Regions from separate parts of the Hordeum vulgare genome. Here region 1 is linked to region 2. Evidence: chromatin contacts called from public Hi-C data. All regions are on one chromosome and are shown on one strand. Each heading gives the region's core, a stretch centred on a gene start, on an enhancer-like site or on the middle of the called end of the contact. The rest is flanking DNA. Distances are from core to core; before and after follow the strand shown. Region 1 has its middle 37 kb from the start of LOC123401031. Region 2 holds the start of LOC123401488 (putative F-box protein At3g16210).

Evidence for each region. Hi-C and Micro-C count contacts between places; a contact is called where the count stands out from the background.
Region 1: a contact with region 2 is called in a Hi-C map of leaf, with 4 times the contacts expected there. The contact joins the enhancer-like site here to the promoter of LOC123401488 in region 2. A contact is called at or near these places in 1 of 6 Hi-C or Micro-C datasets (leaf) and 1 of 1 datasets of contacts at active chromatin or transcription factors (embryo).

Annotation. Positions count from the first base shown.
Region 1 is chr6H:116,406,073-116,410,227 of MorexV3_pseudomolecules_assembly, forward strand. No RefSeq gene overlaps it. Among protein-coding and RNA genes, the nearest start is that of LOC123401031, 37 kb to the right of the region's middle. Within about 2 kb of position 1,524, at least 2 of the 3 cell types and tissues checked have open chromatin away from gene starts, as enhancers often do. A contact at or near this core is called in leaf, where this site is marked.
Region 2 is chr6H:115,643,793-115,647,823 of MorexV3_pseudomolecules_assembly, forward strand. It overlaps LOC123401488 (putative F-box protein At3g16210), which reads left to right and starts at 1,937. Exons shown (of 2, transcript XM_045095311.1): 1 at 1,937-3,227; 2 at 4,029-4,031. The coding sequence starts at 2,138.

The DNA of each region.
Region 1 (4,155 bases), core at 274-2,773, 760 kb after region 2:
TAGAAAATTCAAATTTACATGTTAGTCATTCACCTCTTTTAAGCTATTTACATATTTGTCACTTCTCAACAAATTTGTATATGATGCTGGAAAATTCAACATAAGAAAGTGAACATAAGAACATGGAAACGATACACTTTCAACATGATAGAAACTCAAAATTCAAATAACAAATTAGTTGCTCTTTCCATCGATAAGCATAAAATATAAGCATCATTCTAAATAAGATATTAACTCTCTCGATTCTTCAGGCTCGAAATGCAAGCATCTTTGTAAAAAAGATATTAGCCATTTTCATGATGGAAATGTAAGCATCCAAAATTAACAACAATATTTATAACTGAAAAAATCGTGCAATCTTGATGTAAGAATGAAATGTAAGTAGCATCACCGATTTTGATATTTCTTCTGGCGTTGAAATCCACTTTAGCTATTTGAGAAAAGAAGACGTGAAAGGATCACATGATATATATATATACCATTTTGTATATCATGGCAGCGAAAACACGTTGTGATGGTCTCCATCGACTATCATGGTGTTCCTTTCTTGTCACCAGGGATCATCCTCGGATGCCGTAGAGGGAGGAGAGGGGAGGCAGATGTTGTGGAGGGATGGGGAGATGACAATGAGAGGAAGGTGTGGGCTGAACACCGTGGCGTGCTTTGATTCCAACAACGTCAACGACGAGAGCACGATGAGGGAATGAGATGTCAATGTGAGCGTTGTGCCATGCGGTGAGAGAATGAGAGAGTGAATTGCTTTTTTCATTAACAAGAAAAGGAGCATTGCTTTTTTTAGGGAAAGCGATTGTTTGCTATGAGAGAAATGTCAAACACTTTTATATAGTGAAAAAAATATGAGATACCCTAACGAGTCATTTTTATGATGGACCATACCGAAAATCATTGAGTTTTAAGAATTAAAAGAGATGCATAAAAATAGTTGTTATTTATATATTTAAATCCAAATAACAAATTTGTTACCCATGATAGAAAGGCGTGTTTCTATATATATTTATTTTTGTAGAGTATGAGAGAGATGAAGTTGGATTATGTCGATGTTCAAAAAAAATTCAACCAATAGTGTGTTGAGGCGATGGTGTTAAAAGACGCAAAAATTCATTGGTTTTTATACAACAGAAGGCCCGTGACAACGATGGTTTGGATCCACTATGGTTCTATTGTACGCTATGAGGGATATAAGGTTCGCGAGACGGTATCTTCTGAACGCTATATCAACGACATACATACTACATCATGCAGTGGTATGTTGGGTCACCGTATCAAGCTGGGTCAAGGATCCCCTAAGCCTGTCATGGGTGGGTTGATTAGGCCAGAAGATTTAAGAAGGAATAGAACGAAGACTTGATGTGTACTCTAAGGCATAGAGATAGACTTCGGCATGTCCATTCTTTATGTATGTCTGACCATATGTAAACCATAAGAACAACTATGTTCACCCCGCCACCCCACGCCACACCAAAGGGTTCCAACACTGTGACGCGAGGGTTGTGCCTGCCCGCAACTCCCTAGAACTAGAGAGCCATCGCTGCATCAACGGTGAAGAGACCTCGACAGTTTACATACTACTCATGTACTATCTCCGTTTAAAAAAATTCTATGATTTTAATTCATACTATAATTTAATACTGGAGTTCAAAAGAAACAGTGAAGGTAACTGGTCGGAACAGATCTGTATCCATGATAATTTGCATCCTGATCGTCCGATGATAGTAACGTTCGCTGTCAGTTGTCAGTGCATTACGCTTTCTCCCCTGTTTCTTTACGCCTTCCCCCTTTCTCTCACTGAAGTATATATTCAGTTAAAATCAGACAGCGCCGCACTTGGCTCCTGACAGTCGCCATAGACTCCACTCCAGGAGCAGGAGCCCGCAGGCGGCGCTCAACGAGAGGGCCGGCTGCATCGCGGGGATATTCGGCGTCCGAGGAGAATATGCCAGAGGAGCCGGCGGGGAGGCGCAGCAGCTGCGGTGGCATGGCCGCGGCCGCGGGGCGAGATTCGGCGGCGCCGGAGGATATGCCGGAGGAGCCGGCGGGGAGGCGCAGCAGCCGCGGCGGCGCTAGCCTTTAGCTAGCTCATCCCAGGTACAAGTCACCGGATCGAATTACCGACCTACGAATCCGAGTTCGAATCGATCTCGGTGAGACGAGAATCATAAATGTACCGTGGCTCCTCCTTCGCCGGCCCTAATCTCTCTTATCTTCCGCGAGCCCATCTTCTCCCCCCCTGCCCTAATCTCCCAACAATCTCCACGCTCCCTACCTGCCCTGCACGATCCTCTCGTCGGACGGAAGGCAGCACGACCGTCTTCCTTCTCTCGGCGGGCGGAAAGCAGCACGACCGTCTTCCTCCTCTCGGCGGGCGGGAGGCAGCCATGGCCCGTTCGAGGATCAGGATCTCGAGGCTTTTCCGGCGGCTGTACTCGGGATTCCAGGTATTTAACCTCCTCTCCAGCGCCTTCGCGCTGATATCCAGCGGCCCGACCACCCTCTTGTGGGAGATTTCCAACGTCCTGGGGGTCTTGGGTGGCCTCTTGGACATGTGCTTCCTCTTCCTTGCGAAGCCCCCCATCGCCCTCTTGGCGTTCTACACTGCCCTTGTCCTGCTAAATCTGCTGTCTGGCCTGGAAATTCTCGTCCACGGCGGCCAAACGGGATACTGGGGGCTCATCAATATGCTCTCAGTGTCGGGGTGCTTCTGGGGCCTTTTCTCTACATTCTCTTCCTACCGCCGCTGCCGCGTCAGTAAGTCTCCTCTCCTGCCCCGGTAACCCTGTGTCTCCCCTCATTTTACTATTGGTTAGGCATGATGCTCTAGTATTTATTTCATCGCCAAATATCTGAACCTGATATATGCATATAACAGTAAAAGTTCTTATATTTGCAATTAGTTATTCATTTCAATCTTGCCCTCTTACAATTAGTTAAAAAAATGTTACACTTGCATAACAGATCCTTAGACTCCCTCAAAAAACGAAAATGAAAAAAATACAGATCCTTTTTATATCCCCTGTTCATTGATAGTACTTTTGGTGCTTTATGCTTATTCATACTCATACCATTGAACTTAGTCTGTTTTCATTATTCAAGTTCTTACTATTCATATTTTTCTATGTTAAACCGTGAAGAATACATTTATGCTATGCTAAACTTGTTTATCTGTTTCGTTGCTAGAAATGGTACACTTGCTGACTTGCATTTAGTGCCAAATATCTGAACCTGATATATGCATATAACTGTAAAACATGTTACGCTTGCAAAGTTAATTAATTTTGCCCAATTGGAACTAGTTAAAAAATGTCACTTGCATAACAGATCCTTAGACTCCCTCAAAAAAGAAAAAAAAACAGATCCTTGTTATATTGCCTGTTCATTGATAGTAGTTGTGGTGCTTTATGCCTATTCATGGCCATACCATTGAACTTAGTCTATTTCCATTATTTTCATCTTTTTCCATGTTTTAACATTCGAGAACATGTTTATTATCCTTTACTTGTTTACCTGGTTCATTAGTAGAAATGAAACACTTGCATTTAGTTAATCAATCTTGCCCACTAGCATAGCAAATTCTCAGGCTCCCTAAGCACACATACATACACAGGTCCTTATGTCAACTGTTCATTGATAGTACTTGGGGGCTTTATGCCTATCATATTCATTGCTACACCGTTGGATTTTGTCTGTTTTTCATTATTCAAGTTCTTGTTATGCATCTTTTCCATGTTAAATTATTAGCAACAGATATACTCCCTCCGTCCCAAATTACTTGTCTTAGATTTATCTAGATACGGATGTATCTAACACTAAAACATGTCTAGATACATCCATATCTAGACAAATTTAAGACAAGTAATTTAGGACGGAGGGAGTACTATGCTTTATTGGTTTATCTAGTTCATTGTTTATCTTCCAACCTTATATATTAGTTATTCTACTGAAAATGGTTTTTTAATCCTTGATACTTAGCCGGGTCATGTAATGATATCAGATACGAGTATTTACTTATATGCTGGTAGAACATGTTATTAGGTTATACCGTGTGCTCAATGATGACAATCGAATTTACTCCCTCGGGCTCTTGATAAGTCTTCAAAATACAACTTCGAGTGCTTATTTTTGACTAGATATTTTTTT
Region 2 (4,031 bases), core at 687-3,186:
TTTTTTTTTCTCATCTTCTCTTTTAATATGTTTTTTCTATCGTGCCTACTATTTTTCGTAGGTGTTGGGCAGAAAGGTTATGCATGGACGGATTATCAAGATACTACTATATCTCGACCCAAGATCATCACGTTTGAGAGGTGGGTGTTTCGGACACACAAAGACAAAAATGAGCTTTAGTTGCACAGTTTAATGTTTAAATTCGAAGTTGTTTGTTTAAAATCCATACTAAAATGCGAAGAGTCTTGCCTATAAAATAATTGTATTTTACGCATAAAAAAATAAATATTTTCTTCCCGTTGCAACACACGGGCATTGTGCTAGTATATATAACGCACCTACATGTATATGTGATACAAAATGTAGAATGTGCTTTTTAGGGTAAAATGTACATCCATTGTCGGAAATAGCTTTTGGAGGCCGAGCTGCATGAAGGCCTTCAAATGCAAACTTTAAATTCCTGTGAAAATTCGTATTTAACGTTTAAAAAATTCTAAAAAGAATACATAGATAGATGAATACATAATATACAAGTGTGTAAATTTTTAGAGCTAAATACCTTAAGACGGATGTTATACAAAAAGGTCAAATCTAAAGCTTTTTAACACATGATACTATTTATCATTCTATATTATGAATTTGTCTTTTTACATGTCGTGTTTCAAAATAATTTGGCTTGAAATTTTACACAGACATGGATCACAACCTTATTTAGTTGTATAATTTTTCCTGATTTTTTAAAACCGAAATTTTGATATTTATTTTTTTAAATGTCGGTCTTCATGGAGGTTGAGTGACAAAACACCATTCTCATCCATTGTAGACTTGAGGTCAACTCCAACCCGCGACCCCATCCTTGTTTGTCCGTGTTCGTTTGGGAAAAACGTAGACCCAACGGAAAGCCCAAATGAACAACTCTCGCAGTTGGTTTTCCAAACTTGCGCCACAAATGCTCGCGGACGGACAGAAACGGACGCTCACGTCCGCCCGTGTCCTGGTTGGTCTCAGAAAATAGAGACACATGGCACTTACTTCACGACCCGTGCGACCAGAGAGAAGACGCCGCCGCTCCGTTGAGGCCACCGATGCAGTGCCCTGTCGTAGTCTGCCTGCCCACGGATCCGTCCGCGGGCAGGCAAGCAGCAGGACGCGCTGGCGCAAGCGGTCGGCGAGGCTCGCAGGCGCGAGCAGGCTGGCGAGCACGCAACGCGCCCGGGGTGGGCGGCGCAAGCAGCAACACAGCACGGGGCAGATGCCAGCAACAGCAACGCGCGTGGCGGACGACGCGAGCAGGTAAGGGCAAGCGTGAGCGGGCGGCTGGCGCGGCTAGGGGCAAGCACGGCACGAGGCGCCCAAGCAGCAGCGAGCGAGCGGCTGATGTTGCGCAGGGCAGGCGAGCAGCAACGCGGGGCAAACGCGTGCATGCAACGGCAAGCAGGCAGGCGCGGCATGGGGCGCCCAGGCAGCAACAACGAACAGACTCAGATCGAGTCTATGTTGGAATTACGGGTCCTGCAACTATATTCAAATAATAGGAATTGCTAATATTTGAAATACCTCAGTATGGAATCATACATGTATTTATACATGAAATTACTTTACATGATTATCATGGAATTATTACTTGTTGGAATACTTAAGTATATACTTTAGGAAGCTGGTCAATTATCAGCGGAATACAATATATTTTATATATTGGAAAGACTACCCGGGTACGCTGATAATTGGAAGAAGCTAGATCGTGTAATTAGATTACGGCCCTAATATTGATCTACATAATTAGAGGAATTTATACTCTGTTATGATGCGTTGCTCACAAGCGCGTGCTTCGGGGACTCGACGGATAGGATCCGCTAACAGACAAATTATATCGTGGTTGGTAGTTTGATCTGGACTCTATCCGGAAACTAGTTTAAAGACTAGGAATCTTATAACTGTAAAAGAGGTGGACTCTTTGGAAACGCAGTATAAGAAGGTCCCTACCCCCTAGCCTCAGATATGCGATTGTGAGCGGCACCACAGATAAGCGTAGAGGAATAGGGGTAGACCACAAACCCTAAATTTCTAACCGTCTACACATACCCCCACCATTTCTACTGTAGAAAAAATCCGGCATCGCGTCGGCGCCTAGGCCGAGATGAGTAGCCTCCGCCGCCACGACCCCTCGCCGGCGTTGCCGCCGCTGGAGGACGACGACCTCCTCTCCGAGATCCTCCTCCGCCTCCCCCCACAGCCGTCCTCCCTCCCCCGCGCATCCCTCGTCTGCAAGCGCTGGCGCGGCATCGTCTCCGATCCAGGCTTCTGCCGCCGCCACCGCCGCAACCCTCCCCTCCTCGGTTTCTTCCAAGTAGACAACGGGTTCTCCTTCGTACCTTCCCTCAAGGCCCCGGATCGTGTCTCGCCCGAACGCTTCTCCTTGCAACATGAAGATCGTGACGGACACTTCGTCTCCTTCGGATGCCGCCATGGCCTCGTGCTCGTCTTCCTTGGGAAGCGTCTCGAGCTCCTTGTGTGGGACCCCGTCACCGGCGAGCAGCACCGCATTGCCTTCCCCCCAGGGTTCGACATGGATGAATATTCCATCAGCGGGGCGGTGCTTCGCTCTGCCGGAGACGTCAACCACTTCCAGGTGGCCTTGGTTGGCAGCAGTGAGAGACAAATTACGCAAGCGGTTGCCTACGTTTACTCGTCGGAATCCGGTATATGGGGCATTCTTATCACAACACCGCTTCAATCTGAGGATCGCACCATGATTTCTATGACCCAGCCTGCTGTGCTGGCTGGGGGTTCTCTTTACTGGTTGCTTGCTGGGAGTTCGGTTGGGATCCTTGAATTTGATATGGATAGGCAAAGACTAACTGTGATACCTATGCCAGTAAATGACCTCAGGTTTTTTCAGTTGTCGCTGATACGGGCAGATGGCGGTGGAATTGGTCTCCTCGTTTTATCAGGCTTCAGCACCCAATTTTGGAACAGAAGGGCCAATTCTGATGGTGTTGCTTCATGGGTGTTGGGAAGAACCATTGGAAATGACCAGCTACTTCACTTGGAAGCAGAGGAAATGGGGAGCCAAATAATACTAGGGTTTGCTGAGGAAAATAATGTGGTTCTCTTGTGGACAATTGACGGTCTTGTCATGTTACAGGTTGAGTCACTACAGTTTGAGAAAGTCTTGGGAACCAACATCATCACTTACTATCACTCATTCGAAAGTGTCTATACTGCAGGTAATATCATAATTTATGCCATGGGTATAATAAAACCAAGTTATTTTTTGATAATTGTTTGATGTAATACCGTGCACACACTTTCTTGTTAAGCTATCAATTTTAAGTAGTGTCATATCAGGTTTTTTTTGCGGCTTGATGACCTTTCAACATATAGCGATGCAGTGTTCTGTTTTGAGGCTTGCATGCCACGGATGTAATGATTATGATCTAGAAAATATCTTTTAGTGTTATGTGTATTTATCTTACGTTCTGTAGCCAGGCAGTGGGCATTGGCCTAATGTTAACTTCACTCAGTAATGTTTATGGTTGAAGTCAGAGCTAGCAAACTGTATTTATCACTTTATTATATAAATACCCATGAAGTCAGAGCTAGCAAACTGTATTTATCACTTTATTATATAAATACCCATGCATACAATAAAACAATGAATACCAAGATTTGCAAATTATTTGTGTTATAATTGAACAAAATTTGACTCTTGCCTGAGTATTGACATCTGCAGGAACTGAATGGTTTTAGTGCATAGCTGCAGTCCAGTTTTTCTCTCAAAATAAGACAACATAATATTGTGAAGTTGAAGATAACTACATGACTCAATAGATACATTGGAAGCTTAAAGATAGCTCTGATTCTTCCATTCAATATTGTTATCTCATTCTACAAATCTTAAACTCATAATGATGAATTTATTTGAAATATACAAATGATTTTTCATTTTATCACTTTTATGAGGGTCACTGCTGCGAGTAGCAAGTCATTTTCTACCAGAGAAAACTAATAAATTCATTTCCTTTTAGGCT